Regions from separate parts of the Gossypium arboreum genome. Here region 1 is linked to region 2. Evidence: chromatin contacts called from public Hi-C data. All regions are on one chromosome and are shown on one strand. The core of a region is the stretch at or near the end of the contact, and the rest is flanking DNA. Distances in the headings are between cores, read along the strand shown. Region 1 holds the start of LOC108482249. Region 2 holds the start of LOC108467243 (a long non-coding RNA gene).

Evidence for each region. A called contact is a pair of places that touch in the nucleus more often than the background predicts.
Region 1: a contact with region 2 is called in a Hi-C map of leaf, with 5 times the contacts expected there. The contact joins the promoter of LOC108482249 here to the enhancer-like site in region 2. A contact is called at or near these places in 2 of 5 Hi-C or Micro-C datasets (both in leaf).

What each region holds. Positions count from the first base shown.
Region 1 is chr2:27,307,131-27,313,029 of ASM2569848v2, reverse strand. LOC108482249 reads right to left here and starts at 1,778. Exons shown (of 1, transcript XM_017785367.2): 1 at 725-1,778. The coding sequence starts at 1,650. The coding sequence ends at 1,030. LOC108481004 (cell division cycle protein 27 homolog B-like) reads right to left here. Exons shown (of 16, transcript XM_017784162.2): 16 at 5,247-5,676. The coding sequence ends at 5,626.
Region 2 is chr2:26,755,496-26,761,361 of ASM2569848v2, reverse strand. LOC108467243 (a long non-coding RNA gene) reads right to left here and starts at 4,919. Exons shown (of 4, transcript XR_008277510.1): 1 at 4,663-4,919; 2 at 4,250-4,412; 3 at 3,597-4,114. Within about 2 kb of position 2,056, at least 1 of the 2 cell types and tissues checked has an H3K27ac peak or open chromatin away from gene starts, as enhancers often do. A contact at or near this core is called in leaf, where this site is marked.

The DNA of each region.
Region 1 (5,899 bases), core at 529-3,028, 550 kb before region 2:
CTGGATTCTACTTTCCTCAATCAACATCTTTCCAACTTTCATCCCATATATATAATTGGATGGGGAAATACAACTGTCTGGGATAGAATTTAAATTTTTATACCTACATTTATTATTAAGGCAAGAGATTCTGTACATTCTTTTCATTATTATTTCTCCATAATAATTTGAATATATATTAACTATTTAAATTTTATATAATCTGAATTATAAAATTTTATATAAATATAATCTTTTAAATTAAAATAAATATATAAACCTCATATGATAGCTTGATTGTTAAAAGTATTTACTGTCTTAAATGTGACCTGTATTTAAATTGCACTAATCATATTTATTGTTCTAACTTTTCTATATTACTATAAATCCAAATTTCAAAATAAACAAGAGCAGAACTCAATTATAGTTTGTTTTTTCTGGCTAAACTTTGGAACAAAAAAAAAAAAAAAGAAAGAAAAAGAAAAAGCAAAAGTGAGAGGGAGAGGGATAGGAATAGGGGTTTTTATTTTGTTTGTCTTTTAGGGAGAGGGTCCATATAAGTGCACTTTTAAGTTAGTGGAATGGTATCAATTTGTAAAGACATAAAAATGAAGTTCCATTGGAAGTGAGGGATTCAGGGTTTAAAAGCTATGCTATTTTTCATATTGATGAATCAAGGTTTCCATTCGGCCATTGTAATTTAGATCTGCCTCAAACCCTAAGGATTGATATTGATATTCATATATTGCAAAAGGAAAACTTTTTATTTGCCACCGACAAACCAAATATACATGAATTATTTCCAATACTCCAAAATAATCCACTAAAGATATCAGGAGCTGCTTAAATGCTTTCAACTCCAAAACCATATTTGATCGCATGATTAACATAGAAAAGTTTATAACGAAAGAATAAGTGAAAAATCCAGGGCTTTTCTTATTTGTTTTATCAACAACAAAATTAGAACCCCCCAAAAAGAAATTAAGCATGAACAACTCCCTCCAAACATGGAAATTATTAACAGAGGCAAAGATATGGTTCTGTCATAACTCAGGCAGTAGTGTTGTTATTTTGGAGCTTCAAATCCTTGTAAAACCTGTTAATGAAGTCCTCGGCAGCCTTATCTACGTTGCCATTACCTTCATCAACATCTCTTAAAGGGAAAGGAGAGTCGGTTATTCTAAGTTGTCTCACCACTGGAGTTTGTCCGAACCCTGGTAACATAGGGGAAGCCGCAATAACAGCAGCATCGCTTTCCACTCCCATGTTGTTGTTGAGCATCTCCAAGACAACCTTGAAGGCGTTCATGGCGGCGGTGTCGTCGTCGTGAGTAGGAGGCGCGTGGGTACAAGCGAACAAGTGGTGGTAGTAGTTGTTAATGCTGTTCTTCTTCTTGGTGGGGATGTTGAAAGGGAAGATGTAGTTAGGGGTGTTGCTGCAGCTGAACTCGTACTCCTGGGCCGGCGCCGCCGCCGATGAAGAGACCTGGTGGCGGTGGAACATGGGGAGGTTGGCAATGGCTTTGGTGCTGGCTATTTTGCCGCGTTTGAGCAACATGTTGAGATCAACCATGAGCTTTCTTTTGGATAATATGCCCTTTTTCATCATGAAGAGAACAGCTCTTACTATGCTCCATACTCTTTTGGCTATCACTGGTGGATTTTGTTCCATTGCTTTTGACTAGATTTGATTTATTGCTGACTTTTGAGGGAGAGAGAAGCAATTATTTGTTCGAGTTTGAGGGAGAGGAGGGGAGGGGAGGGCTCTATATAAAGGGAAAGAATAGCAAGGGGAGAACACAAATGTTTTTTAATTTAACAAGTAAATTAATTATATATTAGAATTTCTTTATTTCTTTATCAATTTTGAAATCTTTTTCTTCTACTTTAATCTATCAAACTTTTCAACTTAGTCCATTTCAATAAAATTATTAAACTTTGCAGTTAAATCGTTCATCTATATAATTAATAGCTCAACAATTTGTATGTAACAAATAACAAAACTCAGCATGCCCTTAAATGAAATTTTTTATTTAAGTTTTTAAAAATTTTAAATTTTAAATTAGAAAGGCTCTCCTACAATATAATAATTTGATTTAATTATTTAAAAATTATAAAGATGTAGACTATTAAATTGGTGAAATTATATTTTGCTATAATAAAATTACAATTTAATTTCGCCCCTAAAAAGTTTAAAATAAAAATTTAACTTGCTATTATTTATAAGTAAAGAAAAGAAATTAATAATTAAACTTATATTTTTTTATTTTTATTCTTTATTTTCATTTCATAGTTCATATTCGAGATTCGTAATTATCCCTTCCAACATTTAATTAAATTTAATTCGTTTTAAAATCAATTTAATTTGATTTTAATTTAAATAATAATTAACAATATTTATTCAGATTTATTTAAAACACTATATAATATTAGTAATATATATTTAAAAACATTAAGAAAAATCCAACCATTATCCCTCTTCTCTACCGGTTGCTTGCTCCAATCATTTTTGGTAGGTGGTGATTAGGTTGGCTAAAGCCCATGAGAGCTTTGGATGAAGAAAGTGACAGCTAACTTTAGACCACTGTTTTGGAGGCTAAATAGCGAAATTTATATGTTTGTGTAGAAAAAATTGATTTGTCTTAACTGAGCATATAACATATGAATTACAGTAATATTTGGTTCACTTACGTTGATTAGATGTTATTTAAAGAGTAAATTTACTATCTTCCAACTATGATTTAAATTTTAACACTTATCAGTGTAGCAATTTCATACTTACATTATACATTTAAATTATTTTCCGTTAAATTTCTCTATGAAAAACTTTATTTGTACTTGTTTTACTTGCAAACACATTTACTAAAATAGGTTCCAATAAAGAATAAGTGCTAAAACTCTTGGTACTTTTAACCTATACAAGTCTCAAATATATAAGCATTTTTGGACTTGTTAAAATACATATCAATTACAATATTAATCTACCACCAAGGTATTGATATCCTAATAAATTCTAGGATAATTCAGAAATGAGATAAATCTCAAAATTATACATGAATTTTGGTATAATGTACAATCGTATACATAAAACTCTAATTGTAATTGAAATGTATACTTGAAATTTTAATTGTGATTTAATCATACACATTTAAATAAAAAAACAAATTATTTTTATTTTGAATAAATAAAATTATTTATGTATGCAATATATAAACATAAAATGATATTATATCAATAATTGTGTTAATGATTCACAAGAATTTCATCAAATTAAAATTTCATTTATAAAATTGCATAAAATCAACGTTTATGTATACAATTGCACATTAAACAATAGTTCATATATAATTTTAGGATTTATTCCTTCAAAAATCTTCAAAATTTTTCTTATGTCAGTCGTGTCAATCTCAATGAAATAGGGGATTTGGATGGACCCAATCTTCAATGTTTTGTTTCTCCTATAGAATGGCTTCATAATTGAACTATTGTGCTTTCACTAAATCAACTTAAATCATAACTCAACTATTTTAGTTCAAAAGATTACAAACTTCAAATAAAATAAGTTATAAATCATGAATTATTATAGGAATAGTTGTAACTACAGTTGTAACTACTTCTATAACAGCTCCAACAATTTATTTGTTATCATTTTATGCATGAATATTCGTTTTTTTATTAAGAAACCATAATCAAATAAAAATACATTAATTTTGTTCTATAAAAGCTTACATTTTGTTCATACTTTGTTAAGCTGTATAAGTTTTACCGATCAAAATGTAAAATGTAGTTGTCCACTAAATCTTAGCTCAATTGATATAATTATTGTCACAACAATATAAAAGACATTAGTTTAAACATGTTCAATTGCGTAATATATTTCACTTTAGAAATTGAAGGGTTGTACTTAGTTTAAGTAGAGTATAAAAAAAATGTAAAATGTAGTCTAACCGATTCATACATTTTCTTGTTTGAGGTTCTCTGTCTTTGGGTAATTATATTGAGTTTCAACTAAATTTAAAGTCGAATTGAATTATGCCCTTAAATGAAGGACAAATTTTACTAACGTTATTTTCTGTATCTAAAAAGGTAGAACTCAATATCTTCTTTATTAATATTGAATTCCTTACCACTCAATCCAATAAATATAAGAAATTGATTTATAAGAAAACTTCCACAATAAACTCTTAATATAAATTAGTCTACTTTTATTTACAAAGTTAAATTAGTCCAATTAATTTATACATTTACATTTTAAAAATACGGTTAATAATTTAAATTCAAATTTTAATATAACTTGCTATTTTATTTGTATAAAGAAGAAAAATGAGTTTGAATTAAATAATTATAATCAGAATTAAATATTAGAAGGTATAATCGAAATATAATGTAACATTAAATTAAAATAATTTCGAAGAATAAAATTTAAATTAAAATAAATTTAGAAATAAGTAACGTAAATAAAATGAGAAGCATAAGAAAGGTGTTTGAAAAAGACGAAAGGGTGAAAGTAAGCAGCAAAAGTAAGTTGAATGGGCGGCGCCAATTTTGAAGCATGCAAGATATTTTTTGGTTGCATTAAATATCCCCCAACTTTGACCTTTATTTAAGGGTAAATTTAGATTCAATGATTATAAAAATTCAAGCAATGCATGACTTTCCTTAGCCTATAAACAATAGCTGAAGAATTCCATTTTAATCGCTTGCTTCATTCCATCAGATTGCAATGTATAAAAAACGTGGCCAATATTTGTTTCAAGAAGATAACAACATCGTACAGCTTCTTCTTGAATTATTTCCTTACCATGTTGAAATTATTTTATCAAATTCAATATGACTACATAATGAATAATTTTTTTTCCGAAAATGTCATATTAATAAATTTAAAAAAAAAAAAAACTTTTTACAACTATTCTTTTTTATTATTTGTTTCATTTCGCATCCCAAATTGCTTTATTTAGCAGCATACTGTTACATTTTAGTTATATTTTATAGTGCGGAAAGTTACATTTCTAGCAATATATTATTAGAATATCTAAATCCACTGACTATCCGAATTTGATGTCAATTTTTATTTATTTATTTCACAAGCATTTATATTTCGATACCTAAATCCAATTCATGTAAAAGTTAAGCAAATTTAAATGTCTAAATCTATTATCACAATGGATACGGATGATAAATATTCAATAATTAATATCTAGGTAAAAGTCAAGCATGTATTTCATGATGAGAAGCATCATGCTCAAGAAAACTTTATCTGAGACAAGGTTTATCCCAAGCTATTGATTACTATTGAAAAGGCAAAAAACCACATTTGGGATTAAAGGCTATTGAACAACTCATTGTTGATCAAAACAATATGTGCATTGCAGGCATGAAATATAAATGGAAGTTAAGCTAGTCCCAGGTTTACTCATAACCAAGCTTGGAGCATAAATTAAACTCTGTATTGTTCTAATTTTATCAGATATCCCCGAAGCGACGGAGCATAAATTAAACTGCTACTCACTTCCTGATCAATTTGGGATGAAGCTCGTCTGTAGATGTCTTCCGGACATCTACAACCACATCGCGTAGCATGTCAAGTACCTCAGACAACAGGGACTCTGCATTCAAACAAGTTCACTCCGAGACTATGGACAAATTGCTACAGGCTCTCCTCCATTTCGTCTGGTATAATTAACTTTTCGATGGCAGCCTGCCCCATAAATAACAATTTACACAGAATGGTCAGAAACAGAATACCACGTACAATACTTATTTCCTGGTAATAATAGTATTATGTTAATTGGTATCTGTAAGTGTTCTAGGACTGCAGCACACTCTGCCAGAAGGGATGCGGTATGGTCATTAAATATGTTCAGGCTTTGAACAGGTATACGTTGATTAAAATTGTGAAAGTAATTTATATAATTTAAATT
Region 2 (5,866 bases), core at 807-3,306:
TGTCTTGTGCTAGATCTTGTAGAAATCAATAAAATTAGAGACGATCCACCATACACTTTAGCACTAAAAGCTGAATCAAATTTAATTAGAAAGGAGAGTATAAAATTAAATACTTTCTCAAAGAAGATGGTGTTTCAATGCTCTTTCACAGGAAACACGAAAACAAAGCACAACAAAATTAATAAATCCGTTGAAGGTAATACGCATGGGAGACCCAAAGAATCAGGCAAAATTCATCTTTACTGACAAATCAAGCTGGATCAGAATGGACTTCAAGTGATGGGTTTGGAGGTAGTGTTAAAGAATCAGGAGGAAGGCTCTACTATGATGCAAACTAGTGAGAAGATTGAAAGATCCAGTGAACTGGGGCAAAATTCAACTTTAATGAAAAATCAAGCTGGAAGAGAATTGCTCCAAGGATTTTGATAGATAAAAGAAGGGATGAAAGCACTATGGGGAAGCGAAAATTTCCAAAATTTGATAAAGGAGATAACAACACAGAATTTTCATATGAAGATGGAGTAAAAAGATTAGAATAAAAAGGAATAATTGACCGAGCAAAAGTTCCCATGGGTATGATGAATGAAAATTTGAAACAAAATGATGTTCCCAACAGTTTAGGATCGTCAGCTGCCAAATGGCAAGCCGACCGGGCGCAATGAAAAACATATATTGGACTGTCCGTGGGTTGGGGAGTCCAGGGTCGGTACGGAGGCTGCGGCATTTGTTAAAGCAACATAATCCCCATATGGTCTTCTTAATGGAGACTAAAATTGTTTAAAAAAAAAAACTTATGGAACAAGTTAGAAGGAGCTGTGGATTTATGAATGGGATTGACATTGAAACTGAAGGTTCTCGTGGTGGACAGTGTTTAGCTTGGAAAGGAGATATCACGGTTAATTTGAGAAGTTTTTCTAAGAACCACATTGATGTAATCATAAAAGAGGATTCTACTAAAGAAGATTGGCAGTTTACGGGGTTTTATGGTTCACCTTATTCGAACCATAAGAATTTTTTGTGGAATCTACTAAGAAAATTGGGCCAAGAAAACAACCATCCTTGGTTAGTAAGTGGTGATTTTAACGAGATTATGTACTCCTTTGAAAAAATTGGAGTAATTCATATAGAGCAGAGGAGAATGAAAGCCTTTCAAGAGGTTTTAGAGGAATGCTAGCTTATGGATATAGGTTACTCGAGGGTTTGGTTCACATGGGAAAAGGGGAACTTGCCAAAAATAAAAATAAAAGAGAGACTTGATAGGGTAGTTACAAATGAAAAAATGGATGAATCTGTTTCAAATGGTAAGTCTTCAACATCTACCCTATTCAATGTCGGGTCAGTGCCCTCTCGTTTTAAATACAAACAATGGAATCATGTTTACAGGGAGTCTAAAATTTAAATTTGAGAAGTGGTGGACCATGGAAGAGTCTTTCGAACAAGAGGTAAAGTTATCATGGGAATCCTCAACACGGACGTTAATAGAGAAACTTCAAAAATTATTGTTTTGTTTGAAGAGATGGGCAAGCACAATTAAAAGAGGTAGAGAGGGACTAAAAAGAAAGTTAAAAAAGGAACTCTCAGTTTTGTTAGAGAAAGAAAGGTATGATGAAACAATGGCTAAAATTATTGATACTACAATTCATCTTAATATGGAGATTAATAAAGATGAAATATACTGGGAACAAAGGGCAAGAGCAAATTAGATTCTGCTTGGGGATAAAAATTCAGCCTTTTTTCACTAATGCGCCTAAATTTGTAGACTATCTACCACAATTTATAGGCTGTAATTGTATGAAGGGAAATTACTAATGATTCAGAGATTAAAGAGGTTATTACTTCATTCTTTCAGGAGCTTCTTATGAAAAATGGAGTTGAAGACCCATCAAATCTTCTTATGGGCATTGAAGGAAATTTTTTTATTGAGTTAAATTCAGCTTTATTATCTCCTTTTACGGCAGAAAAAGTGCAAACAACTTTAAGAGGAATGGGGCCTACAAAAGTACCAAGACCTTTTTACTTTCCAGTATTATTCTTTCAAGGGTGTTGCCGCATAATAGGTAAAGATGTTTAGAACTTCTGCTTAGGTATCCTGAATAGGGACCAAAATTTCAACTCTCTTAATATGACTGATAAAATTCTTATTCCAAAAGTCCAAAATCCTACAAAATTAGTTAGCTTTAGACATATTTGTTTTTGTACTGTCATATATAAAATTGTGGCAAAAATATTAGCAAATTGTTTACTAGAAGTTATTGGTAGCTACATTGGTAAAGCATAAAGCGCTTTTGTACAGGGAGACTTATATATGATAATGTGCTTTTAGCATAAGAAATTCTACACAGATTTCGACAAAAGGGAACAGGAGAAAAGAATATATGGCAGTGAAACTAGATATGAGTAAAGCTTATGATAGAGTTGAATAGGACTTTATAAAGATAGTACTGTTACAAATAGGCTTCTCAAGGGAGTGGGTGGTATTAATTATGAAATACATTACCACAATCTCTTATGTAGTAAATATCAATGGAAAGAAGGGAGGAACTTTTCAACCTATAAAGGGGCTTAGCCGAGGTAATCCCCTTAGTCCATTTCTTTTTCTAATACGTAGTGCAGAACTTTCATCATTGATGAGATAAAAAATGGTAGAGGGTTTGCTAAAAGGTGAAAAAGCAAGCAAAAGAGGGCCGGAGTTATCTCACCTACTTTTTGCGGATGATTGTATTTTGTTTGGTGAAGTAACAATTAGGGGTGCGACAATTTTGAAAGGGATACTAAAGGAATATGAAAGCTGCTCAGGGCAATGTGTAAACTTTAATAAATCAACGATCTTCTACAACTCAAATACAAAAGAAGAAAAAAAAAGAAGTCTCAACAATGCTAGGAATAAGAAGCTTAACAAATCTTGAAAAATATTTGGCTCTCCCTAATGTTCTAGGCAGACGGTAAATCGAATCTTTTCAAAATTTAAAAAAAAAAAGGTCTCTGGGAATTAAATGCTGCGTCACTAAGTTTCTATCGTAAGGGAGAAAGGAGATCTTCTTTAAATCAGTACTACAGGCAATACCTACGTATGCTATGTCTTGCTTTCTTCTACCAAATTTATTATATGGAGAGATCGAAAATATTTGTGCTAGATTTTCGTGGCAAAAGGGCCACGGGAAAAGAGGAATACAATGGTGCTAGTGGAAACATTTGTGTCGTCCTAAAGAGGAAGGCAAAATGGGGTTCGAGAGTATGACTATTTAATATCGCATTACTAAGAAAACAAGGATAGAGGTTCTTAAATTACCCAAATTCTTTAGTTGCGCAAGTATTTAAAGCAAAATATTTTCCAGAAGATTTTTTTTAAACTCGTGATTGGGAAATAATAGCACTTTTGTATGGAGGAGTATATGGGCGAGTAAGGGTATTTTGGAAGGAGGATTTTGCTGGAAGGTAGGTTTGGGTACGATCATTTCCGTTATTAATGACAATTGGATTCCAGATTCAAGAAACTTTAGACTATCGTCAAGTAATTTTAATTTGTCAGATTTTAAAGTTGCTGAGTTAATTGATTCTAATGAAAGGAAATGGAAGAGAAAGCTGATTGTCAATACCTTCCCAGAAGTAGAAGTAGAAAAGATCCTTAGCATCCCGTTGGTGAAAGAACCTCATGTTGATATCCTGACGTGGAGCGGGGAACCTTCGGGAGAATACTCTGTTCGAAGTGCCTACAAACTATTACAAATTTTTTATCCTAGAGCTTATGCTTTACAAACCGACTACAGGGATTTTTACAAAAAAACTTTGGCTCTTAGATCTACCTACCAAAATTAAAGTTACAATTTGGAAAATCTCATGGAACTATCTGCCTACAAGGGCTAACATGGTATACAGAAAACTAGTAAACAATTTTGCATGCCCCCGTTGTAGTGAAGGAGCAGAATCAATAGACCACCTCTTCCGCAAATGTCTTATTTCAGTGTCATTTTGGAGAGCATTATCGACCTCAAACTTTAAACAGGAATCTAATATAACATTTGAACAGTGGCTTACTAGGGTTTTCGTTCAACATCCTTTCAGTCATTGCAAAAATTTTGCTGTGCGCTATGGGCCATCTAGGGAGACAGAAATGCTTGTATTCATAAAAAGACAAACAGATTTGGTCAGGAGATAGCAAAATTTGTCCACAACTATATAACAAAGCTACACGGTGTTGGAAAAATAACATCCAAAGGTTTAAAGGAGGAAATAAAATGGAAACACCCACCTGGCCAAACAATAAAAATTAAATTTGATGGAGCCTATGATGAGCGGAATCATCAGTCGGCATCCAAAATAGTCGTCAAAAACAGTGAAGGGCTCGTCCTCCTATCATGCTCAAAGATTCTTCAAAGAGTGTCATCCGCCTTTGCTGTTGAAGCCTTTGCTTGCTGTAAAGCAACCCAGTTAGGAATTGACATGCAATGGCCATAAATCATCATTGAGGGCGATTCTTTATCGATAATAAAGAAATGCAAGGCTAAAGGGTATGATAAATCATAGATAGGGGCTTATATACATGATATTCATCAGTTAAAGATCAGATCCAGAAGTCTATGGTTCGAATATACCCCAAGAACAACAAATGTTTTAGCCCATATTTTTGCAACAGAAACTTTGAAGAAGAAGGAAGAGATGTACCTAGTTGAGAGTGTCCCCAAATATGTTGAAAACCAAATGGAAAATGATAGCATGAGAGAACCGGATTGAAGAAGAAAGGAGATGGAGAGAAAGTGAGGAAGTTTCAAAATGAACAGATCAAAAGTCACGGGGATTAAAGCTTCCTTTGAAAACAGTAGCGCCATTAAAACTGAAATGACAGAATGATGGAAAGACAGAAGTCAGAATTTTTCTGATTGGGTATTAGGACGATAGTAATAATTACACTCTAGAATTTTCTGTTTATTTTTCTTAGTTTCTAAGATATTTTTTTCTTTAACGGGCCATTTTGAGTTTTGGGCCTTCAGTAATGTTTTGATAAATTTTGAAATTTTTTATATTTTTAATTATTATATATAAGCCCAATCCGATTATTAATTTAAAAAAAGAATAATTATAATTGCATAGTCAATATGAAATAAGACTTATTTAGGTTATATAATTTGGGATAATTCTTTTGGAAATTTTATATATTTTAAAGGTTTACACAAATCTCACATACTTTAAATATACCTATCAAAATTATGTTTATATAATGCTGTTTTACTTTAAGCTTGCAAGAGCTAAAATTAGAGGATGGGCACATGCACATGAGGCCTAAGCCCGAAAGCTCAGGTCAGTTCGAATGGGTTCATTCTCCCTCTTACGCATGATACTAGACTCGGTTCGGTTATGCTTTTTTATAATTTTTATTTATTTTATTTCTTATAATTTTAGTCAAATTAGGTTATTTTATTTCTTAGATTTCCTTGACGTTAGAATTAAATAAGATTTTATTAACATTAGAATCAAATATTTACCAACATATCAAATATGTTTATCGAATAACACCGAGCCTATTAAGGAGTCTTCTTCTAATGTCACCAATGAAGATGTAGATATGTGTGAACAAGAGACTTCTAGTGCAACTGTTTGTAAAGACAGTCTGTGTGACCCTATGCATATTGTTGAGACTTCTTCTAGTACTTATATTTGTGAAGAAGAAGGTTGTGATGGTCAAATTAACCAAAAAGTTATTGATGGTGAGAAAACTTCACATGTGACTATGACTTTGGATGAGCTTGACACTTTGAATCCTATTGATGATTTGGATTCTAGTACATGTTATATTCAAGATCAAGTTACTATATTATTCAATGACACACAATTCGAGGATAAATCTTTTTTAGAAAGAAGGAATGATACG